4 separate regions of the Mus musculus genome follow, and all the other regions are linked to region 1. A link is a contact called in public promoter capture Hi-C data. All regions are on one chromosome and are shown on one strand. Each heading gives the region's core, a stretch centred on a gene start, on an enhancer-like site or on the middle of the called end of the contact. The rest is flanking DNA. Distances are from core to core; before and after follow the strand shown.

Region 1 (5,933 bases), core at 2,390-4,889:
CCCTTGAAGAAGTCTGTCAGCTGGTTGCCCTGAGTGGTTGCTCCACCAGCATCTTCATCTTCAGGCAGGTCTACCAGGGTCACCCTGGTCTCAGAGGATGAAGCCCCAAGGGGCATTAGTTCTTGGTGGGTCTCCGTGAGAATCCCATGATTTCTCACTGGAATCTTGATTGACTTCAAAGCATACAGGTCTTGCTCTCTGATGAAGTTGTTTGCTTTCTTGATATCTGCAACCTACGGAAGCCATGCATTATAAACATGCGATGCTCCTTAAAACCAGTACCCAGCTGAGACCTTTGCTTGTTGGGGCTCCAGTGGAGACGCCCATGAAAGCTTGAAAGCACACCCACAGACAGCTTCATTTCAGCTAAGTGACTAAGGCTTTTGATTCTCTGGTCTTTGGTTTTTACCCCTTAATGAATAGTTTAGAAACCAACTGCTCTACTTTAAACAATTTCTGATCACCTTTGGAGGGTGTTGTGACTACAGCCAAAGCTTCAGGTGAAACAGAACCAACACTGTCACCCTTCCTGTCTAACTCAGTGTCCCCATCTCACACCAGACCCAGCTGAGCAAGTGACCAGACAAGCTCACCAAAGCCCAAGCTGGCTCTGGGCACACGTGGGGTCTCTGCCACCTGAGAGCTTCCTCACAATGCTCCCTCACACTTTCCCAGAAGCAGGGCAGGCACAGGAACTTATTCCCCGGTTAGAAGTTAATTCAGTTTGGGGAGATGAAACCTCTCATGAGAAGTGAGCTAGGCAATCAGCCACCAGCCAGGAGTTTCGGGTTGAGTTGGTTTTTTTGTTTTGTTTTTTTGTTTGTTTTCTCCAGACTAAGGTTGTGGGACTGTGACTGTGGATTTTTATCAAGTAACACAAAACTTCTAACAGAAAAGGAGGAATGGGAAGCCAAATTTTAAATTCCCCTCACGCTACTTGGGAAAAACTTCTCTAAGTGTAAGTACGGCCCACGGAGCTGACGGTGCAAGTCCATCGTGTGTGCGATCGCTTTACTCAGCAGCCACTTTAGAGTCTTACTCAACCGGCTTATAGGACGCTTCTCTCTTGCTCTGAAACCAACAAACAGGAGGAGCTTGACAGCTTCCATTCTTTGTGTACTACATGAACAGCACATGTATTCTCCTCCCATAGGAACTGGACTACTTACTGGAGACACTAAATACCCACTCTGGGTTTCTTAGGGACTGTCATTCTGACATGACATGAACAGTAAGTCTATCTTTCAAGACTTTGTTGGGAAGGTTTTTTGTTTGTTTGTTTGTTTTTTGTCCATGGTCTATAAAGCATATGTTATGCCTAGAGAAGCAGATTATAACACCCAAATGCAAAGGCCAGTGCAATGTTAAGATGCTATGTGTCCCTGGAGACGAGCCTCTATTTGGGAAAGACTCCCACACCCACACAGTCTTTTTGCTCATTTGGATCTTTTTAGATAAACCACAGACAATTTTTAGGAGGTAAAGTTGTTTGTTTGTTTTTTAATTGTGTAGCTGATGCAAGCTTGGTGAAAGCTTCTGCCAGTATATAGCATGATTATAGCATGTACTATATAGCATGTATATAGCATGTATACAGCATGTATATAGCATGTATATAGCATGGAGTCAACAGCGGGAAACAGACTGTTTCAATGCGGGAGAAAAGAGCGATTCCAGAAACGCTTTCCAACTTACTTTGCCACTGTTAATCACTCTGAGTGCTAAAAACATAATTAAAGAGAAAGATAAGGTTATACAAACGCACAGCACAGGGGCCAGACCATGCAGTTCTACTAGGGAGAAGAGAGAAAACTCTACTAGTCAGATTAGCTACTGGCAAGCAAAGGTCAGAAAATACAAGTAGTGAGAGAAGCATGCCACAGAAACGTGTGGACTCCGCCTACCATCTCCAGCCCTAAGACCTTAAATCCAGTGTGCTCAGAGGCCACACTGTTTCATAGTGTCCCTGTGGAGGACACAGGACAAGCACACCCTGAACTGAGGTGCCCAACTAACTGACCCTTCCTGAGCCCAGAGTTCTGAATGAAGGGTACCTCCACCAGCTTCCAGCCCTGGCTAGGGAGGACTCTAGTCGCCTATGGGGGTCAGGAAGGTCCTATAGTGACCCCCGCCTATAGTGGACCCCCTCCCCCCCCCCCGTGCCTCTCTCAACCCTGGAGGGCAGAGGGACTGAGGTCAGCTTACTTTGCAGCCATACTGGAGAGCCAGCTTGTTGAGGCTGTCTTCCTGAGCCAGCTCCCGCTGCAGCAGAACCATGGTGCCTGCTCCTGGCCGTTGGCTGCTGTTCTTCTGGTGCTCCTTGCCCCGGGGTCGTAACACCACCTGATGTGACTCTTCCTCAGAGGAGTCCCCAGAGTCCCCGCTGCCATTGTTGAACATGTAAACGTGGCTGTTTGGAGTCCTGCAGACAGCAGCTGGACCTTGGAAGCTCTTGGCTAACACTTCCTTCTGCCTCATTTTCTCTTAACTGAAAATCAGACCTGGAGTTAATTCCACACAAATGCTATTCATTTTCCTCTGGCTTCCTAAAGAGGACTGTCTCGTTAGTAACTTCCTAATATTGCCAATATCAAACAAACAGCATCAGGACAGAAGGACATCCTCACACCTGTCCACCTGATACTGACACAGAATAAGATCATACTTTCCCTAAGTGCTTACTGTGTGCAAAAAAGATTCCCCACCCTTCTTCCCCACCCCCAGCTGTGCTTCCCCTAGCCCACAGAAGAAACCACTGTGTCTCAGCACTGTGTGAGGTGACAACTGTTCTCAGCTCTCTGACACTGAGAATCTTACACTTAGAATCTTTGGACAAAAACCTCATTAGGCATCCCAAGGTGTCTTCAGGGGAAAGGACAGAAGCTGGGAACAACCATAGTTCTCTTATTTTGACCCTGGCTGACGTGACCTAATTGATGAGCAATGGAAAAACCTATCAAATTTCAATTTGTCCGTTTCTCACAGTCATTCTGGACTCATTTCACCCCCACGGTCCCCTTATTGCCACCTGGAGTCAAACGCCAGAGCCACAACCAACCTTTCCCTTCCAAATGGCTGGAATGAGACTCCAGGCATTCCTGGCGGTCCCTTCTGCATGGCCCTTTAAGGGAACAGCCAACCTCAGGTATCTCCCTCTGGTCTCAAATTCTGAGCCCCTGGCACCCGGGGCGGCCAAAAGAGGCCTCAGTTTCCCTCCAATGACAGGTGGGCTGTCATTAAGCAGGAGACAAAACAAATTTCAGACGTCCCCGCCCCTGGGCCTAAACAGGCCCGGCCCCAACTTTCCAAAGAATACACATCCTGCCACTCCCGCAAGCCGGCACCAGCCCTCTGTGGACACAGGCACTGGCCCTGGATTGGCAGCCCTCCACTGAGCCCACAGTGACAGGGCCAGAAGCCCTGGCCCCCCAAGTCAACCCAGCAGACCCTGCTCCAGGTTCGGGTACCTCGCTCCCAGGCTTCACCGCCACCGCGCCCGCCGATTGGCTGCAAAAAGCAGGTCTTCCGGGGGCGGGGACTAAGAGCCAACCAATGACTTCAGAGGAGGGCGGGCCCTGGCAGAGCCGGGAGGTGCTGAGAGGTCAGAATGAGGGCGGGCCCTGATGGGCGGGGCTCCAGCGTGGACCCTGGACTTGTGCTCCTATGTCATTTATCCCAGCTGTTCCCGGTTTCCCCTTCTGAGCCAGGTATCTTGGCCTCCTCGGTGGCCACAGCTTTCTGCTAAGCCTCGGTCTTCTTCCCGGCAGGAGAGACCTTTGACCCATGTGCGTCCTGATCCGTGGCCAGGAGCGTACCCAGTACGGCGGTGCGCCACTCGAGAGGCCTGACCCAGGTAGCCTCAACCTGAATCTTCGACCCAGTATCCTTTGAGGGGCCGAATGGTTGCCAGCCCCTGCCCAGAGATAAACAGAAGTCCAGGGATGTGAAATGTTGCCCTGACAACACAGACCAGAATTGGATAAAGGAGAATATGTATCATCTGGCCAGCCAGAGCGTCCCTGCTATTTGGAAAAGGGCGGAGAACCTGTGGCATTGTTTTGTAACCAAGATTAAAATCCTTAATGGAGTAAGACTCATCCAATGAATAAGGAAGAAACTAAGTGTCGTGGGCAGGCATTACACCAAAGAATGCAGATGGCTGGCCGCTGAACCAAGGTGCTAAGCCTGTCTGGGAATCAACATTGAAACAAGAGCCCAGAAATTCTTCCTATGATTTAGAATAAAACTAAAAGTCTTACTCTAAATGTCTAAGGCCAGGAAAGCACCAGGTCATGGCCCTCTCTGCTAGCCACAGGACTCTTCTTTCTGGCTTTAAACATCTGTTTAAACATTTGTTTACTTTGCCCCCCAACCCAGGAGGTGAGCCTCGCTAATATACCCAGCACATGTGTTTCCCACTGAGGTATTTGTGGTTTGTGACAGTTTACAGGCTTGGATGAGGCTGCCTGAGAAGTATGAACGCTATGTCCCACCTATCAGAGTGGGCCAGGTGCCCAGCCACATGAACAGGTCCACTGATCTGATCCCAAGTTAGTGGAGACCCACCCCATCACCAGAGGTATCCACTCGGATATCCTTCAACCCTTGTCAAACATGTTGTCCCCTCCCAAGTCCAGCCTTCTCCTGGGATAGAGGATGCAAGGTAGCAGGGGCCAACTATTTAGCTTTCTGAATATGGCTCTGAACTCCAGGGCTAAGCAGAACTGCCATGGAATGTCGAAAGTTTTGTCTTTTAATTTTTTATTTCTTTTAAAGAGTCTAAGCCAAGCCCTTCACAAGGGCACTGACCCAGTCCCCTCTTTAAGGCTCCACCTTAAAAGCTCACTTCAGAGGGTAGGGTTTCAACAGGAAGGAAAGGGGACACAAGTCAGTCTATGGCAAGCCTGAATATGAATTCCTTTCGTGGAAAATGAATGTTTATGCTTCTCATTGTAGCCAGCTTTCCCCTCTTACCTCATGAGCTGTGTGTGCTGAACACTCACCAGGGATCATCCCAGCAACATTTGGTCTTCAGACTAGCAGGGATTATATCAGATCCCAGTCTATAGAGGAGAATACTCAAGTGTGAAGACAGCAGTGTGAGGTGTGTGCCTAGATGGCAGCCCCAGCCCCCCCAGACCTACACCACGCCTCCACCTTGACTTGGTTTTCCTTTTATGGAACTGTGGGAATGAGTCTGAGGCACTTTGTCAAAGCAGCTGAAACTGATGGAGCCTGGGCCCTAACAGGAACGTCTAGAGTGCCCAGCCTTATTCTACACAGCGACAAGTTTGTCAGGTGACCTTTAATCCTCCTTGAATTCATTTATATCACAGTCATCCTCAGGGCTGAGGATGGGGAAGTTCCTGGAGACAGGAACCTGTTGGACAGGGTGAGCTGTGTTAAGTGGATGTCAACTGGAGTCACATCCCTTCAGACATCCTTGGGGAGTGCGGTGCCTTCTGGGTTGGACTGTTTTAGAGGTTTCCCACGGGCCATCAAAAGGTTTCTTTTGGCCACTCACTCTCTGCCTGCTGCAAGTCAGGGCTGACTGAAGGTCCTTACTTTAGAATAGCTGGGTTTTCCCAGAGCCATACCCACATTCTTGTCTGTATGCTGTGGGTGGTCATTTAAAGGTTCTTAAGGTGGGGTTTGACACCCCCACTTTGTTGACCTCATTGCCAGGGTCTCCCCTCACCCCATTTTTCCAGTCCTTCAACTTTCTCTGGCTAACCTTTGACCTGAGCCCCAGCATCTGGGATTTATATCCAGGTTCGGAAGGCTTAATTCAACACCTCCAGGGCCCTGTCTACTCCCAAGTTTCTCAAGAAGGGGCACCGGACAGCCTTCTGATCCCTTGTTCCGCTCAGATCCATTAAATCTAAGCAAGATCCAATTTTTTTTTATTTCCTCAAGATATCAGTGCTCCATGG
Region 2 (6,206 bases), core at 994-3,493, 260 kb before region 1:
AGTGGTCACCCCATGCTCTGGTTTGAATCTCAAAGGCCCACATGTTAAAAAGGTTTGGTCCTCAGTGTAGCACTTTGGGGAGTCTGTGATACCTTCAGGAAGATGGGAGCCCACCAGAGGTTCTTAGATGCATGGGGGCGTGTCTTGGATGGGGTTGTGGAACCGCAGCCCCTCCCACCCCCTCCTGCTCAGCTTCCTGGTATAAAGAAAACAGTCTGCTCCAGATCCATTTTCTCTATAGCATGTGATCTCACTCAAGGCCCAAAACAGTGGGCCCCACTGCTGTGGATTGAGACCTTTATAACTGGTCCAAATGAGCCATTTCTAAGTTAAATCTCAGATGTGCTGTTACGGTGACAGAAAACGAACTGGAAGAGTCTTGGCTTGGTTCCTCCAGGGTCATGAAAGTGAGGGGGGTCCCTAAAGAGTCTGTACATGAGGTATTCTCACTGGGCACAGTGGGCTCAAGCTGCTGAGCCCCCACTTTGGCCTGGTCCCAGGCCTCTGATATTCCCACTGGAAACAGACATCCATTCTCATAGGTGGTGGGCTCTGGGACCACTACTTCCTAGGAGGTCAGGACTGTGTCTGCACAGGAGAGAGCATGTAGGGAGAGCTAGGCAGACAAGGGATTCCTAGCCACCTCTGCTCAGTCATGAGAGACTCAGATTTCCTTATCTGTGAAATGGGGCTAATGTTAGCAGAGCTTACCTAGAGGGACAATGTGTGGAGGAAGTGATAACATGGCGCTTACTGGCACACAGTAGGGGGTTTGTAAATGTTGGTTTCCTAAGTGGTGGTCCCATGTAAGGGCCAAGAGCCTTCGGTGGGCTCCCCTCTTCCTGAAAGTATCATAGCCTCCCCAAAGTGCCACACTGGGGACCAAACCTTTAACACGTGGGCCTTTGAGATTCAAACCAGAGCATGGGGTGACCACTGTAGGAAATGTGGGTCCTTGATGTGACAGAAGAGTGGACAAAGCTGGATAAGAGAAACCCAATCACGGCGTCTAATGGAAAATAGCTGTCTCCGTTTGCACTGACACACAAATCAGGCCTGCGAGGATATAGGCCAAGGCACTGACCTGAAGTGTCCCAGCCACAACAGTGGGGGACCACACTTGTCTGCTCAGGGCCAGCAGCCAGGACCTACGATCCTCAGAGTCACTGCTACCTACCTGTTCCTGTGAGCTGAGCCACTTGGCCCTCTGGCTCCAGAGGCCACCTGCTCCCAGCTTCAGGAGGTCCGGCCGCCTGACCTTTCCCTCTCGATGTCTGCTGTGTTGTGATCAGGCTTGGCAAGATTCACTGGGAGAGCGGGAGGGGCTGTCCTCAGATCTGACATTGTTTCAGGATCACTTTGCTCGAGCCTCAAGCATCTGATAGAAAGCAGAGACCCTCCCGAGTATCGGATACTCTCCACGGGGCCTTGGGTGGATGGCAGGGGTGGTGTGAAGGGCAGAAGCTCTCCTGGCCCATCTGTGCCCAGAATGCTTCAGCCCTGCCCTCCTGCCAGCAGTGAGCTTGGGTTTTGTAGCTCGGGCCAAATGCCAACTTGGCATGAGGATCTGGGCTCCAGCCTGAGTCTGCCTTAGCCAATTTAGAAGAGATGGTGGTCACTCTTCTTGGGCAGGGACCATGCAACTGATCCCACCCTGGGGCTGGGAAGGAAGTTGCCAGGTCTGGGGTGAATGCTGTAAGCCTTAAGGCTGCCCTCTCAGATCATCCTGACTGGGTTGTGGAAGCGGGGTGCGGGGGTGGGGGTGGGGGGCAGATGCTCAGAACCACTTTCCAGGTCTTCATCTTCACATACCAGGATAGGCTGGGGCATGCGGGCGTCTGCCTGCTCCTCAACCGTGCCCTGTCTCCTGTACATGTGCAGGCCCCACCACAGAACCCCACCAGGCTCAGGGAGCTGGCCGACAGCTCTGGCTCCGTACGTGCATTGGCTTGGGTTACAGCCCAATTTCTGATCCAGGCTGTCTGCTGGGCATTTCAGGTCAAGCACGCCGTCCAGCTACATCTGTGGCTGGCAGAAGGCTATGGCGCTGTTTGTAGGTTCTGCTGGTCCCTTCCTAGTCTCCACTCCCCTGTGAGTGTCCTCAGGGGACGCTGCTCCTCTGCTCTTCTCTGTGGTCTTCCACCTTTGCATTGGTGCAGCCTTTGTGTGGCTCAGCAGAATCTGCTGGCCTGCCCTTGCCAGGCCACAGCCTTGCCTCGTGGTCATCAGCATTGATTAAGCAGTAACTGTATACTCAGAGATACAGAGCACAGAAATAGAGCGGATGCCTGAGCGCAACCTTTGGTCCCAGCACCAGCACGGGAAAAGCACCTGCAGTCAGAGATGTAGTCACTGGATTCTCAATCACTTCCAGATGTGCAGGAGCCAGCCCCATTTCCACATGAGGAAATGGGCTATGGGGGCTCTTGGGATGGCAGCAGAGGTGTGATTATCACCCAGCTGTTTTGAAATCATCTTTTTCATTATCCCACAGCACAGCTGCTACCTCCTCTGCCTCTGCTTCCTCCTCCTCCTCCCCCTCCCCTTCCTCCTCTATCCCTCCTCCCCCCTCTTTCTCCTCCCTCTTCCTCCTCCATCCCTCCTCCTCCCCTTCCTCCTCTTCTTCTTCCCCCTTCTCTTCCTCCTCCATGCCTCCTCCTTTTCAACCTTTTTGCTGTGATTTGGAAACGGGTGAGGCAAGAACTCTCCCGAGCCATCAATGCAGACACCGGTGAACCAAGGTGTGAGCACAGCTGAAGCAGTCCAGGGGCTCTCTCAAGCGAGAGCCCTCAGCAGAAGGTGAAGCCAGAAGGCCCAGGAACATAGCAGAGGCACCAAGAGGCATCCCTGGGGCTGTTCCAAGGGGGACATCTCAGGTGGCCGGATGAGGTGAGAACAGTGCACAGGTTGCATAGAGTCCCATCCTGCAGCAGACTGGCTGGGCTGAGGGTAGAGAACAACATGGAGGCTTACGAGTGTAGTCTAAGTGGGGGGGAGGGTACTCTGACTGGTTTGCCCTGGAAAGAAGATCCCTGAGTACATCCAAAATGGGGTAGTCAGAGGAGATGGTGTAGGAGACTCTCCAGTTGTAGCACCTGCTGCTCCCCACGTAGAAGATGGCATGCACCTAGAAATTGTATTTTAAAACTTGGAGTCACCCCAATGATTCAGTAACGAGCGTGGCACATCGGTCTGCTGATGACAATGCATTCCTCCCAGGTCTCCACGGACTTTTTCCTTTCCAGGGTGGGCTCCATGGCACTGGTGCCCTGGATCAGCAGCCATGCAGAACTCCACAGATCCCCCTCCTGCATGCAGCCACTGGGGACTCCCACCCCTGCCCTCACGGGCTGTTTGGGGTCTCTGTTCCCAGACTTCTCTCTGGTAGAGCTCGGCTGATGATCAGTTTCGAGTTGTGAATACAGTTACCTACAGCCACCTCTCCCCTCTGCGTCCTTGGCTTCTCTGGTTTGAGTCCTTCCTCTCATCCCCTCCTCTTCATACTCAGGCTCCTGTGGAGGGTGGAGGAAGCCATGCGTGTGAGTGCCTGAGTGGGTATGGGCTATTGACATGGGCACTGTCATGGCAAGGACACTAACCTCAGGCCTATGAGAAAATGGCAAAGCCTCCCCTCCCCCACCCCTCCCCCACCCCTCCCCCACCCCTCCCCCAGAGCGAGGCTCAGAAGGATCTCTAAGCTATCCTCTGGTCCATGTGTGGATGCTGATAAGTGCAGAAAATGTCCACCCAAGCATTCTCCCTGCCCTGATATTTACAGCCTAAAGGCTGCTCCCCTTACAGAACCAGCTTCTACTGGATGGATTAAAGCTTTCTTTTTGGCCCAGCTGTACACAATAAACCCTGCCTCCTTGTTCATTCAGTTGGATGCAATAACTCTGCCTATCTGTTCCCTCATTATAATAAACACACTGAGCTTCCAGGATGCAATGGTTTCTCCCACAGAGTCCAAGTGACTCCAGCATCCATCCTTACCCCCAGTCAGGTCCATCTCTGCAGGCTCCTTTCCCAAAGTCTACTGTGCTTGTCCTCCTTCAGAGATGGCATGTTGCCTTGATCACCATCTTTGCTGCTGACAGCATCTCACAAGAGGAGGAGAATGGGTTTTGATTGCCTGGGTGGACTCGTGCGTGGCTGGTTGGCTGGGTGGGTGGATGGGTGGATAGATGGGTGGTGGGTAGATAGATAGGTGGGGTAGATGGGTGAGTGGGTAGATGGGTGGGTAGGTGGGTGGGTGGGTGGTTGGGTAGATGGGTAGATGGGTGGCTGGGTAGATGGGTGGGTGGCTGGATGGGTGGGTAGATGGGTGGGTGGGTGGTTGGGTAGATGGGTGGGTGGTTGGGTAGATAGGTGGGTGGTTGGGTAGGTGGGTGGGTAGGTGGGTGTGAAAGCAGGAAAGCTCCACCAGAGGAGGAACTAAGAGGCTGCTTGGGTTGGGGATAGGAGGAGGCGGATCCTGTTGGCTGATTCACCACTCCCTGCTTGAGCATTTCTTTTTTGGTCCCTGGTCCCTCAGGGTTGTAAGTGACAGGGAAGTAGACTGCCTAGCATGGCCAGAGCACTCAGTCATGGGAAGTAGTGCTTGTGTGAAACAGGAATGGTCCAGCTTAGACAGAGGCATCTTAGCAGAACTGGGGCTTCAGCGTCATTTCCAGGTCCAAAGCGCCTGGAATTGGATAGGAGTGCACCCTGGGCCACCTGTGACACCAGATACTGCTCTCCTTCTGGAGCCCTGGGGCTTTCTGATCAGCTGTCAAATAGGGAGGCTAGGCCACAGCAGGAACCCTTTGTCCCCGACTGACAGACATGGGATAATATGGCAAAGATTCACAGCCTTTGGGTGCTCTAAAATCACTGTAACCACACTGACAGGGACACTGAATTCAGTGTGACACTGGAGACCTTTGCTGCATGCCTTCTCATGTGTGTTTATATTCATACATCTATGCAAAATATGTATACAATGTACATATGTGTACAACACATAGCTTTGTGTATATATCTACATCCATACAAATATATATAGAGATTTTTATTTAAATTAACTTTCTGTCTGATGCATAAAAGGTAAAATTGTATATATTAATGGGATACTAATTACTACATATGGGGTTAAAATACACGTGTGCATTATGCAACGTTCAAATCCTATCTCTTCAAAGAGTCATCATTGGTCTATGGGAAAGATGTTGAAAAGCCTTTCTTCCAGCTATGTGTGTGTATATGTGTTGTTTTTGTGTGTATGTTGTGTTTGTGTGTGGGTTGCGTGTGTACATGTTACATATGTGTGTTACGTATATGTTGCATGTAGTGTGCGTGTGTGTGTGTTGGTGGGGATTGAACTTGAGACCTTGTGTATGCTAGGCAAGCATTCTACTACCAAATGACAGCCGCAGCCCTCTCATAGGCCTTTGGAATCTGTAGCACATTATGACTGTCTGTCTGTAGCCCCCTACTGTGCAATGACAAACACAGTTTCTTAAGACTATGAGTGTGTGTCTGGAGCTGAATGAGAGTCCTCCCTCAGAAGATCAAAGCTGAAACACAGAGTTCACCATGGCAGCCCTGCCTGGAGGCCTGTCAGCAAGCCCGTAAGCATGTGGTGACCTGGATGTGTGAGGCAGAACTTCCTGCTTGCAGGTGGCTGAGAGCCAGAGAGTTAGAGCAACCATCACCTGGGGCTGTCCTTCCGGTCTGCAGGTTTGAGTCAGAGCTCTGGACTAAGTCTGACCAATCTCAAAACTGACTGTACGACTTCCATATCTTCCCTCCAAAACGGAAGCTGTGCTCAAAATGGTGGCCACCTCAGGCTACTGAGACAGGGAGATTTATAAATAGTTAGAAACTTATTTTCTCGTGGTTCTGGATGCCAGTTCAGGGTCTAATGAGGACTAATTCCTGCTGGCAAGATGGCACCTTCTTGCTACATCCTGACATGGAGGAGGGTGGAGAAACTTTCATGGGACACAAATCCAACACACCTGGACTGAATCCTTGAGGCCTCAGCACCTCTTAAAGGTCCTGCTGTTAGCACTGAAGCCTTGGAGGCTAAGCTTCAGGAAGGACCTGGTAAGCACACACACATTCAAAGTACTGCTCTGGAGGCCCCGTCCAGCCTGATCCTGGACAGACAAGAGGCTAGTCCTCAGGACATGTGCTGTGAGTCAGAAAATCACTTGTGTGTTTAA
Region 3 (5,912 bases), core at 1,646-4,145, 290 kb before region 1:
AGACTTTCTAGCACTCAGCTGTGGTTCTGAGAGGAACTCCTTGCTTTTCTCATCTGTCATCTTAAGGGAACACCGTTTGCTCTTTCGTTGCTAATACCATTTAGGGTGAGAAGTGTATGTTGTCAAATGCTTTGTCTTCCCATCTCCCTCCCCTTCCTCCCTTCTTTCCCCTCCCTCCTTCTGCCTCTCTCCCTTCCTTCCTCTCTCCCCTGCCGTCCTCTTTCTCTCTTTATTTTATTTTGTATATTACTGCCTGCATATATGTATATGCACACATACATGCCTGTTGGGTCCTCTAGACTGGGATTACAGATAGTTGTGAACCACCATGTAGGTGCTGAGAACTGAAACCAGGTCCTCTGCAAGAGCGACAGTGTTCTTAACCTCTGAGCCATCTCTCCAGTCCTTTCTTTCTTTAGAGGTACAGGTCTTATTCTGTAATCATGGTTGGACTAGAACTCACTATGTAATCCAAGCTAGCCATTAATTCATGACCGTTGTCCTGTTGTATCCTCTCAGCTCTCGTCTTCCCAGCATGAAGCACTACTCCCAGCTTAAATGCTTTGTATAAGTGTTATTAAGATCACATGATTCTCCTTAGTTAGCTTGTTGACGCATTGATAGATTCAACTATTCAGCCCCTTACATGCCCAGAGTGGCTCTCCCTTGATCTCTGTGTATAGTCTGTTTGTTTGTTGTTTTAATCCCTTTTGATGTTACTTGTTGAGTAACTTTTAGTCTATTCTCATGAGAGATGTTAGTCTATAATGTTCTGGGGCTCAGGTTTTGTTTGTTTGGTTTCTGTTTGATTTGGGAGTCAAGCAAATATTGTCCTCATGAGTTGGAAACTCTTCCTTTCTGTAAAGGAAATTGTATTAAAGCCTTATTGGTCTTTACTTGTTAGGATTTAACTGTTAGGGTCTAAGAAACCCATCTGGTAATGGAATATCTTTTAAATGACAAATCCAACCTCTTCAGTGGTCACAGGTTCCATGGGTTAGCAGAGGTGAATTCTGGCCATTTGTGTTCTTCAAGATAATGATCTTCTAGGCTGACAAGTTTATGTATTGAAAAATGTTCATACTGTCCCTTATGTCTCTCTGTGGTACTACAGGCCTTGAGTATTGGTGACGATGGGTCCTGCCTCAATAGAGAGGCTAGGCACTTCCTTCTCCAGCAGCCACCCTACGGGAGGCCATTGAAACCTTTTTTATGTAAGAGAACATTAATGTTCTTAGGAGATAGATTGGTTTCCAATATGATGAAATTTCTAAAGGCTCAAGATTCTTAGATTAGTTCTGTTCAAAGCCTTAAGTTCCTGTCCTCATCAACCCAGATCTTTGCCTTACCTAAAGACCTTCACATAGCCCTTTCCCAGCGCTAAGCAGTAATTGATGCACAGGTGGGCCAGCTTCAGTTGGGATCCACAGCACCTACATAAAGTGGTGTTGGCAGACCACCTTGTCTGTAATTCCAGTCCCCAGGAAAAGTGAGCCAAGCAGCCAGTCTAGTTGAACTGAGAGCTCTAGGTTCAACCGAGGAACCCCTGCCTCAGTATACAAGGCGGGAAGATCAAGGAAGATGCACTGTATCTGCATCTGGTCCCCACATTTATGCATACACATGCACATTCAAACAGGCACCCACACTACACACACTTACATATGAAAAACAAGATACCTTTAGTCTGGTATCTGATTTGCTATCCTCTGAATGTGGGCTTCAGCCATATCTTTTAGCTCATGAGAAAATTATTTTTTAAGGGTCACCATAGAAATTCTCTCACTGTGTCTTGAACTGGGGCTGGAAGACATTAAGCATATCTGAGTTTTGGTTAGTTAGTTTGGTTGGTCTTTAATTCTGTTCAGTCAGAACTGGCTCTCTCACCCCACAGACTTCCATGATGCTGTGGCTTTTGAGTGTTCCAACTGCTCGCTCTCCCAGAGCCTTGCCACTCTCTGTCACTCCATCTGACATTTTGAGTGCACATGATGAGCAGTGCAGCTTCAAGGGAGAAAGGCAGAGTTAGGATTCAGTGCTGAGCAGTCAGCACAGGCCGTCCTGGGAAAACAGCAAAGCACTCTCCCCACACCAGACGTCGGCTCTCTGGGTGGGAAGAGGAGCCTCTACGAGCCTGTGCTGTCCAAAGCACATGAGGATCCCCAGGGAACTCGTGACTCACCAGGCAAAGGTGCCCAAGCAGGAGAAGAGCATCTCCATTATGTAAGACCTTGGAGTCACATAAGCCTTCTGAAATTATTCTGTGAGCGCTCTGTGCGAATGCGTGAGGATGGATTCCTTCAGATGGTAGGGAGGACTCACGCTCTGCAGCCTGTGTGTTTTATAGCTAAATTGGTGGTGCTTTTTCTTTTTATGTTGTTGTTGTTGTTGTTTTCGTTTTGAGACAGGGTCTGACTCTGTACCTCAGGCTGCCCTGGAACCCATAGCAATCCTCCTGCCTCAGCCTCCAGGTAATGGAAATATAGATGTGAAAAAATATACTTAGCTGAGACTTTTATAATGTATTTCATGTTCTTTGATTGCCCTTTAGAAGATGAAAAAGCTTAGCTGTTAACAGGTATGGTTGTCATCCAAACCCTCTAACAGAAGGGGCACACATGCACACACACGCCTTACCTGCAGCCTGGGCTTAGATTGAAAACGGCACCTTACATTTCTACAATGCAATCTGCTATTCATGCCTAGTCACTTGTTCTAACAAAGAATGAAGTGTCTCCAGTGGGGAAGAACCAGACGCTGCACTCCTGAGCTAACAGTGTTCCTCTCTCCCTCTGTCTCTCCCCACCCCCAGGAGGACAAGTATTGGCTTCGTGGCTTACTGCTGCTCCACCCAGTGTCTGCGGACTTTTAACCTGCTGTGTTGATAAACACTCGAGAGCCTTAGGAGCACTGCCAGCTCAGCCACTGCGACTGCCTTCCATCGCCAGTGTGTGCGGCCAGGCCAGGAGAGTCCAGCCAGGCAGGACAGACCCTTCCATCCTGCCTGCCCTGTCCTGAGGAGGGCCGTGCTGAACTCTGGGAATGTCCTGATTGGGCTTCACAACTAAAAGGCCTTCGCTTTTCCCTCAAGTCGGAATACATCCTCCCCCAAATGAAGGACGTGTTGTCTTCTGTGTTTTTCTTTGTATGTGAGTGTGTCTCATATATAAACTTAGTCAAATGAGCTTCCCCACATCTAATTTAAAGCGAGCTGCAGTTCCCTGAAGAACTCTTAATTTGATAATAGAACCAAATTAACTGTTGGATGACATACGTTTGGTGATGATCCTGCCTTCCCCCAGAGGATGATTTCCCCTGGAGATTATTCTTAGGAGCTTCTCCATTGGAAACTTGTCACTTTCTAGAGTCTCTGCAACGCCTATGGCCTCAGCAGCCAGCATAGCAGGGCAGGGTGCCCGGGCTGGAGCAGCTAGGCTCCTGCAGAGGCACAGCTGGCTCCAGAGCACACGCCCTCTGGAAACTTCCTGTCTTATTTCTAAGTTTTGCAACCTAGGAAGACATTTTTTGAGAGGGATTTAAAAACAAAAATGTAGACACAAATTAAATATACTTTTGTTCTAAACTACTATAGAAAAAGAAGTTTTGAATTTTTTTTTTTTTTTTTTTGCTAAGATTTTCCTATAATTGGGAAGTTTGAGGCATCTGATGCTCTGCTGTGGATGGGGCTTAGTGGTATTTACCCGGTACATGAAATTGCCTTCATTTTCCTCTGACTTCTCCCTAGGGAAACAGAAGGAATGAACGGGTCCACATCCCACCTTTGCAAAAATCCCATGAGCTTTCCCTTGCCAGAGAGATGAGCTCTCTGGGGGGACAGCTGATTGGCTCTTCCTCTGAAAGGATGCCACCATAATCTGTTTTACTTTCAGGTGTTCGTTGGGCTGCTTTGGGGGGGGGGTAAAAGTTCTCTGTTTACTGGTATGATTTATGTAAGACAAGACTGAAAGGGGAATCAAGAAGGCTTGCTTGGTGGGAAAGCTATTTCCCAAAACTTTGGTTGGTGACATTTTGTTAGCCAGCCTGACTGTAATTCTAGGCTCTAACAGTGCCAAAAATCCTACATAGTTACTGACAAGTGTGTGATCTCTTTGCAGTCACACCACCTGCTGCCTGAAAAGCAGACTCTTCCAAGTAATGGCAGAGGCAGAAAGCGGCCATGCATGCCATGTGTGGCCACTGTCCCTACTTCCTCCCGTCCCTTTCACAACTTGCTCTGTTCAGCCTTAATATTTCAAAGGCCTACAGTATAATAGGAGCTGAGCGTCTGGATCAAGTGTATCTCTTCTTTCATCCTTTCGGAAGAATGGAAGTTTCAGCACAACCCCGACATGTATATAAGCTGAAGGCAGGAAAATGTGGCCTGACACTTCACATCCGTGCTTGACTTAATTGAACGACAGGGAAACACAGGGCTGCATCTGTGTTTTGCCCTCGACCATCTTATGTCTTAAGTGGAGCTATGAAATGTCACCCTGATACTCAGGAATTCTCATTGAGAGAAGGTGTGGGATACTTTTGTTCTAACTTGTTTAAATTCTTAATAAAGGTGTTTACACTCCAGGTGTCTTCTCTCCTCCTGTTACTGCAGTGTACTGAACCACAGCAGGGCCTGGACACACAACCTCTAGGCTGTCACTCTCAACCTTAGGGTACAGTATCTGGACTTAATTGATGAGAAGTAGAACTTACAAGGTGGTTTCTCTGGTGCTGTTCCTCATGGAGACCTTGTGCTGGACTCCCTGACATCATCATTAATCTTTTGCTATTATAAAAAGCTGCTATCAACCGAGGGGATCCTGCCTGTATGCTGTGTACTCCAGTTGTGTCTAAAGCTTTGGGAAAAAAGCAAGACTTATTTTGTATCTTCTTTCCTCCCTCTCCCTCGTTCCCTCCCTCCCTCTGTCCTTCTCTCCCTCTTCCCCCTTCCTTCTTCTCCCTCCCTTTCCTGGAGATACTGCATGCTGAGTAAGTACCCTATTGCTGAGCTATACCTCCAGCCCTATATGTTGTTTCTTCTGATCAGATAGACAGATATTTCATACAATAATAATAATATAATAAGGCTGCTTGGAAAATGTAATCTGTTTAGGTAAGTTTTCATCTTCATCCCATGTGTGGTTGATTAATGCTAAGTTAAAAGCTAAGCTAGCCTTTGAGGACAGGTCTTTCTATGATGTATAATCGAACCAAAGAGGCCTTTTTAGTTGATTCTCCACTGATGCTTTTCAGTATAATTGTTACCATAGCAAAAAAAAGTCCTGATTACATTAACATTGTGCAAGTGAAAAATTCTGTATTTTCAACTAGTATATATGTGTAATAGATATACATATTGCATATGTGTAATTTAAATGTTGACAGTTTTATGCATTTATATAGTAACTTTTAGTTGTTGAGGAGTTTCAACTCTGACTGGCAGAGCAGAGTGGTGAACTGGGCTTGCTCTCTGGTCCTCTTCTTGAACCACTTTTGGTCATGAACACTCACGACAGCCTTTCACAGACAACTCACCGACTGACTGACAAGCATCTCACGTTTGTCTCACATCGAGGATGATGAGTTAAAATACAGTCTAAGAAGAATCCTTCACCACTTTACAGGCTCCACGTGCAATTTTGTTTAAATATATACATGTATTTCACAGTCTCCGGGGACTTTCAAACCAGCTTTAAAGTTATTAGTAAAGTTCAATTTCTCAGGTTGAAAACTCAGACCTTATTTTGACTATAGAAAGCTCAGGTGTGATAAATGCTTCGGTGGAAATTAAAATTTATTTTTAAATTATGAACCCAGATTGGGAATGGACAGACACCATGAAAGCTCCGGTGACTAGATACTGAGACATAATGCACTCTTTATATTTGTGAACTGTAATAGAACCCTGGGCCAGC
Region 4 (6,241 bases), core at 2,783-5,282, 420 kb after region 1:
ACTGGATCGATCAGATGGCTCATCAGATAAAGGTACCTGCTGCCAGACCTGAGGACCTGAGTTCAATCCCAGGAACCATATGGTGGATAAAACAGACTCCTGAAATTTGTCCTCTGAGCTCTACAAGTGTGCAAACCTACACATGAACTAAATAGATGTAATATTTCATTTTTTAAAAAATGAACTGACAGCATTGGGCATTTTGAAACCAGAGTCAGAAATCACAATAAGGCAGGAGCATGCAAAAGAAGCTAATACCCAATAAAGCAAGCACAGCAAGCCATCCGTGTGATTTGTTAATCTGTAAGCAATTTGGGGGATGGGGGACTTGTAGATTCTACATGGACACCCAGAAGCTGAAGGCTCCTTGGAGAGCCCGTCCATCCTCAGCCAGCTCCTGCATCCAGCTGCTTTCTGTAATGCCCAGGAAGCAGAATGGACCGAAGAGGCAAAGGGCTATTCTAGTTAGTACCCCTGTCCCCAAGGCCCCTGGTTTTCTTTAAATAATGTAAATATGCTCTCTTCTCCACCAGAGGTTGGTTGCCTAGAATTAAGAGCTGCAGGGACAGGTGGTATTGCCAGCATCAGACACATGCTGCTGCAGCTGCATGTGGAGACTCTACACTGTTGTGGATTCTGCTTAATGCTTGCATTATGTTATCTGGGTTCCCAAAATTGCACGAGAATCCGAATGTAAATCTCTGAGGGTCCCTGCTTCCAGTTGGCTCTGATTGGTAAATAAAGTTGCCAGCAGCCAATGGCTGGGCAGAGAGACAGAGGTGGGGCTGGAGGATTCGTGGGCAAGGGGACGGAGGAAGAAGGATGTAGAACTGCCATGCCAGGAAAGGAATTTTTACAAATGTTGCTAACGAAGGGCATTTTAATATCTGTTAGTACCTACTAAAACCTTGGTGATTTGGAGGCAGGCCTCTTTTTTATATTTCCTCTGTAACATGGTGGCATTGCAAGGACATATCAGCAGGGACCATGGAATGTGAGTCACAACAGTCACCTGGCAAAAGACAGCTTAGGACACTGCCCCTGGAGCCTTGGTGGGAAGCCAAGGGTTCTGACATCCAACATCAGCTGCTGCACAGCCTGTAGGAGCCAAATGAGTGGCCTGACTGGGGGCTGACTGCCAGGCAGCTGGCCTTGCAGCCATGGTGAGTTGGTAGGAAGGATGTCACTGAAGGAGCTATGCCAGTGTCAATGGAAGCCAGGGCACCCTGTGCCTTGGTGTGTCCCACACAGTGTCACCAGCTCCAGGGTACAAATGAGGAAACTGAGGCAGCAAATATGGGTAACAAGCCCATGACCACTCACCTGGGAAATTGAAGAGCCTGTGCTCTTGGCTACTTGATTGGTTTAAACAGAAGAGGCCCAGGATAAACGTAATGAGGAAAGCATTTCTGAGGCTTTTAATAAGTTCACAAGTAAATGAAAAGACGTGTGCTGATTCTATTTTGATTGTTTTGTGTTTAGAGGGGTTGAATGTGTGGATAGGGGTGTGGGGGGATAGGGCTGTGTCTGTGTGTCTCTGTGAGTGTACTTGACTGTGTGCATGTGAATACATGTGCTTTCCAGAAAACAATCTTGGATGCTGTTTCACAGGAATCATCTGCCTGTTTTCTGAGCCAGGGTCCAGTTCAGTGGCCAGCGACTCCCAGGGATCTTCCCTTGTCCCATTTTCTTAGTGCCAGAATTACGGGTGTGGTGACATTCTGCTACGGATTCGGGTTTTGAACGCTGATCCTCACTCTTGCACAGCAAGAACTTTGTCAGATGAGTCACACCCTCGGCCCTGTGCTGCCTTTTAATCTCATATTTTGAGTACTTGGTATGTTCATGTTACTTGCTATTTTTGACTCCAGGCAAGTATTTTCACTTTTCTAGTTATTCACTTTCTACACTTAATTCAAATAATGCCTAAAACAAAGGGTGAAGTTTTCCCCACTGGGGAACCTCAGTTCCAGCACGGGCTTTGTCATGAAATCTCTGTGTAAATTCTGGCTAGGCTGGAACAATCAGTTTCCTCATGGTTCCTAACCTGTTCCATTCTTCATCGACTCAGTGCAGGGCCGGCCAAGTGCCACTCTGTGAATGCAACAGACACTGATTGCCAGTTTCAGGAGGCTGGGCCAGACTGCCAAGGTTACCATAGGTCAGGCTCCAACCAGGTTATGGTGGCTGTGTTCTCTGGCTCCTCCCGAATGCCTTTGCTATTCACCAGTACAAGATGTCACAGAGACATACTTGAGTTGGCCAGGACCCACGGTGACATTCAGAGAAGAAATGAGGGGCTTAAGAATGATCAAATCTCTTAAATTCATGTTAAATAAAAGTGCGCTATGTTGCTTCCAATTTCCTCTAAAAGCCCTTCTTGTGTTTATGTGGAGAATGACAAGATAAATATGTCAGCTTGCCATGTTTCCTCATGTGATGTGTGTGGACTGGTAGCTCATCAGGAAAACTGCCCATTTTTATAAGAATCAAGTTTCAGTGTCAAGTCTATTTCCAAGCAGCAGGATGTCTGCTGAGCATGATCTATGCATGTAACTTTAAACTATAGCTATATTATTTTTATTCATGCATGTGTGCATATTCATGTGTGGATGGGTGCACATGTATGGAGGTTTGTGAGTGCATGTGTTTATGTGTGAAGGTAGGTAGCAACCTTGGGTACCATCCTTAGGAATGCCATCCACCTCCTTTGGGTCCATGATCCTCATTGGCCTAAAGCTCATCAATTAGGATGAGCTAGCTGGTCAGCAAACCAAAGGGACTCTTCTGTCCCTGCCTCTCAAGCACTGAGGTCACAAGATGTGTCATCACACCTGACTTCTCATGGGTCTCAGGATTAAATTCAGGCCCTCCTGCTTGCAAGGCAAGCACTTTACAGACTGATCCTCTGCCCCAGTCCTGTAGCGGTAGTCTTACTTTCAGCTATTAAAGAATAAAAACAAGTAGTGGACATCCCTCAATTTGTATATACATGCAAGGCCTCTGATTTGAAAAAGAAGGGACTATTACATGCTAATTTTAGCCTTCTTTTCAGCCTGCTATACAAATATATGGGGTCCAAACATTATTAAATCGTTATTTTATAACTTTCTAGTTGCTGTTTATTATTTTGCTCTGGGATTGAAACATTCCATCCTGAAGGGAAGCTCTTTAAACAGAAAAGTAAACAACTCAAAATATCTTCAGGAAGTCCCTGAAGTGGACCATATTCATTAGGCCCCTCCCTCCGAAAGTAAGCAACAAAAACTTAGAGACCTTTTCAGACCCAGTTAAGCCAAACTGCAAATAACAATGTGAGACCAGATCAGCCTGTATGCCTGGAAGCCTGGATGAGGTTTAGGCCAACTGAGGCACCTGAAAAGGACACTCATCAAACTGTTGAACTGCCCATAGGCTGTGCAGTTTAGCTTTGGTGAGCTGCCACCCAGCTGGGGTGGGATTTAATGACACAGCTGTCTGTGAACCAATTCTGCTCCTGTAAGTCACCCCAATAAAACTCATTGGTTCATCAAATTGTACTTTAGTGGTATCCATACTTTGTCTGTTGGGGGTTCCCTGTTGGGGGTGAGTAGACATGTATGTTGCATCTCCCCAGGAAAAGTTTTGTCACACAACAACACCTAAAAAACTGTGGTTTGTTTACCAAAAATTACCTAGCTCTACAAATTCTCATATTTTCTGAGAGCCTGCTCCATGTAAAGGAATTGAAGAGACAAATTCTTAATCTCCACTGTAAGACTTAAAAGACATTTTTAGAGATTTATAAACTTCTGTAATTCCATTTTTAAAGTATCCAAGAATTAGTCAGCTTCGTAACAGCTTAAGTTGCGTGAAATGCTAAAAGCTTTTGAAGCAGAGTTGGCAGTCGGTTTCCTTGGTCCTCTAAGACTTTCAGCTCCCTTCTCTCCCTTTGCAATGCAACTCTGCCTTCAAATGCCATTCTTTAAAGGGAGGCTTAACGGCTTTGGAGGAGTTTGCTAGATTCACAGCCAGTTTTGCCACTGCAGCAGAAAAAGAGATCACATGTGCAAGCCAGCTGAAGTCATGCGCATGGCAAGTATTAGGGCTGCGGGGCCATGATCCTGTCAAATTGCAATTGGAAACAGCTTTTCCCAAGGACAGCATGAGGAATCAGGGATTCTTGCTCAGTGTCTGCCAGACTGCTGCATTTCTAATCGGGCCTGGCATGATCTGTTAGACATCAGAAATGTTAAAGTCACAGTAAAACCAAACAAGGGTGTCCATTGACCTCCAAGTGTGGCCAATGGCTTCCTACCAGACCTAGAATTATGTCACTCACCAGTTAATATGAGGACAGTTCCTGTAGAAGGACAGGAGGTTCAGGAAGGCCTGACCAGATGGTACCACAGGTTAATCTGAAGGCTGTGTCTTTATGCTAACTACTAACATCATTTGTTTAACTGTCCACCTTGGAACCTCATCTCTGTTTCTTCAATTTTTTGGTGTAGAAGTAACGTTTTCATAGGAAAATATTTAGAATTCTCATGAGCTAGAATGTTGATCTGGAACATTTAGTGGAAGTTAATTTTCTGGTACTCCCAAATTTAAGGGAAAGTCAATTTAAAAAAAAAAAAAAAACCAGGAAGCCAGGAGTCGTTCACAAATTTAATCCCAGGGCTCAGGAGGTAGAGGCAGGATAATCTGTATAAGTCAGTGTGGTCTACATAGTAAGTTCTAGGCCAGCCAAGATGACCTAGTAAGACCCTGTCTCCAGGGGGAAAAGTCCCAAACAAAACCCATGTCAGAAGTTTAAGGAAAACAAAAATATCTCAGGGTTTAGTTTAAAAAATATCAATCCAGGTAAGATAAAGATTAATCCCTAAACTCAGATCTCTAAATCTAGATGCTCATAGATGGCTGGGAACTCAGAGGCCAGTGACAGCAGTACCTGTTTCATTTGTTCCCTCTTCAGGGGTCTTTCAGGTAAACTTACTACAGTAGAAAATAAATAAATCAGGTTTGACAAAGCAGCTACTTGTTGCACACAACTCCTCACAGTGGAACAAGGCTGTTACACACAGGTGGTGGCACCCCAGAGTGAACCAGCTCTAACTATCACCCCAGAAGATACTTAATGAAGTTCATTTAGGCACACACAACTAGTCTGACTTTCTTTACTTGCTTCCAAGTCAAATCCCATCAGCAGAAGAACCCATGCTCGTCCTCAGAGCCAGTGACTTCTGCTTCCAAAGCACGGCCCAGACTGACTGGTTAGCATACTTCATACACTGTAATTGTAGCCAGTGAGTCACTTCTCTAAGTCAGTGTTTGTGTCTTATGCATTTCTCAAGTCCTGCCCTTACTACTTCTGAAATTAAAAGTCCAGAGCAAATACAAAATGAACAAACATAAACTGTCAAGTATCTAAAGGGTATTAGGAATTGGTATTACAGTTGTGTATTACAGAACCATCTTTTGGTCTTGAAATCACATGTGTACTGCTAGTCCTGTAAGAGTACAATGACTGACGATGACAAGTGCCCATTGTCCAGGGGGGTAGCAGCTGTCTTGACACTGAAGTGTAGTATGTTACTTGAACATGTGGGGTGATGATGGTGTAGGTAAACCTGCTGTACTGCTGGGTGCACAAAATTACAGCAGAGATAATAATGCATAATATATAGAACTTGATGATTAATGAATATTACTTACTTATATATTTACTGTATAGCTCTCATAATTATCATACAGTGAAACCCTTTGCATATTTATATAGGAGCAAATTATAAAGGTGTTGCTGTGTTGCTCTAGCCCAGTTTCATACATCTCAGTCTTTAGAGTCCTCCATCATTTTATCTTGTGCTCCAATTATCCTCATGATGTTATGTTCACCTTGACCCAAGAAGCAGTATGCTAATATAGCCTAAGTATGGAGCAGTCAGTGCCAACTAGGTCTGTGTGAGTTCACATAATGACTTCATCATCCAGCAATGCATCTTTGAACGTGATCTGTAGTTAAACAATGTGTAGCTGTATTTAGCAAATTTTTCCCCCAGAAACAAACTACAGCCAAATGATGGGCAATATTCCAAAAGCAGAAGCAAGCTCATGGAAAAAGTGTTACATACAAACTGGAAGTTCAGCAAAGAAACAGAAAGCTCTGAAATGCCATGCACTCATCTAAAAGCTTATCTGGGGCTGGGGAGATGGATCAGCAGTAAAGTGCTTGCATGAGAACTTTAGGTGAGATCCCTAGCAC

Evidence for each region. Promoter capture Hi-C pulls out the DNA fragments that hold promoters and counts their contacts.
Region 2: a contact with region 1 is called in a promoter capture Hi-C map of liver. The contact joins the enhancer-like site here to the promoter of 1700112J16Rik in region 1. A contact is called at or near these places in 6 of 39 promoter capture datasets (the C10 cell line, the HPC-7 cell line, hematopoietic stem and progenitor cells and 2 more), 3 of 484 Hi-C or Micro-C datasets (bone marrow-derived macrophages, cerebellar granule neurons and nephron progenitors), 5 of 115 datasets of contacts at active chromatin or transcription factors (double positive thymocytes, embryonic forebrain, extraembryonic endoderm stem cells and 2 more) and 3 of 9 other capture datasets (liver, macrophages and pancreatic islet).
Region 3: a contact with region 1 is called in a promoter capture Hi-C map of liver, with 6 times the contacts expected there. The contact joins the enhancer-like site here to the promoter of 1700112J16Rik in region 1. A contact is called at or near these places in 17 of 39 promoter capture datasets (the 3T3-L1 cell line, 3T3-L1-derived adipocytes, the C10 cell line and 9 more), 2 of 15 datasets of contacts at CTCF or cohesin (the NIH/3T3 cell line and pro-B cells), 5 of 484 Hi-C or Micro-C datasets (the HL-1 cell line, bone marrow-derived DN2 thymocytes, bone marrow-derived macrophages and 1 more), 14 of 115 datasets of contacts at active chromatin or transcription factors (the 230-238 cell line, astrocytes, cardiomyocytes and 11 more) and 3 of 9 other capture datasets (adipose tissue, liver and pancreatic islet).
Region 4: a contact with region 1 is called in a promoter capture Hi-C map of hippocampal neurons, with 4 times the contacts expected there. The contact joins the enhancer-like site here to the promoter of 1700112J16Rik in region 1. A contact is called at or near these places in 5 of 39 promoter capture datasets (cranial neural crest, frontonasal cranial neural crest, hippocampal neurons and 2 more), 3 of 115 datasets of contacts at active chromatin or transcription factors (differentiating embryonic stem cells, embryonic stem cells and extraembryonic endoderm stem cells) and 1 of 9 other capture datasets (adipose tissue).

Annotation. Positions count from the first base shown.
Region 1 is chr7:67,220,164-67,226,096 of GRCm38.p6, reverse strand. It overlaps 1700112J16Rik (RIKEN cDNA 1700112J16 gene), which reads left to right and starts at 3,639. Exons shown (of 3, transcript NR_131044.1): 1 at 3,639-3,853; 2 at 5,917-5,933. Lysmd4 (LysM, putative peptidoglycan-binding, domain containing 4) reads right to left here and starts at 3,553. Exons shown (of 3, transcript NM_175215.4): 1 at 3,468-3,553; 2 at 2,206-2,488; 3 at 1-233. The coding sequence starts at 2,478.
Region 2 is chr7:67,483,303-67,489,508 of GRCm38.p6, reverse strand. No RefSeq gene overlaps it. Among named protein-coding and RNA genes, the nearest start is that of Gm34079, 34 kb to the left of the region's middle. Within about 2 kb of position 2,243, at least 38 of the 459 cell types and tissues checked have an H3K27ac peak or open chromatin away from gene starts, as enhancers often do. A contact at or near this core is called in cerebellar granule neurons, heart atrium and liver, where this site is marked.
Region 3 is chr7:67,512,079-67,517,990 of GRCm38.p6, reverse strand. Lrrc28 (leucine rich repeat containing 28) reads left to right here. Exons shown (of 10, transcript NM_175124.5): 10 at 2,813-4,581. The coding sequence ends at 2,885. Among named protein-coding and RNA genes, the nearest start is that of Gm34079, 5.8 kb to the left of the region's middle. Within about 2 kb of position 2,895, at least 30 of the 459 cell types and tissues checked have an H3K27ac peak or open chromatin away from gene starts, as enhancers often do. A contact at or near this core is called in adipose tissue, liver and pro-B cells, where this site is marked.
Region 4 is chr7:66,796,847-66,803,087 of GRCm38.p6, reverse strand. All of the region lies in intron 10 of Cers3 (ceramide synthase 3), which reads right to left. Among named protein-coding and RNA genes, the nearest start is that of Adamts17, 40 kb to the left of the region's middle. Within about 2 kb of position 4,032, at least 16 of the 459 cell types and tissues checked have an H3K27ac peak or open chromatin away from gene starts, as enhancers often do.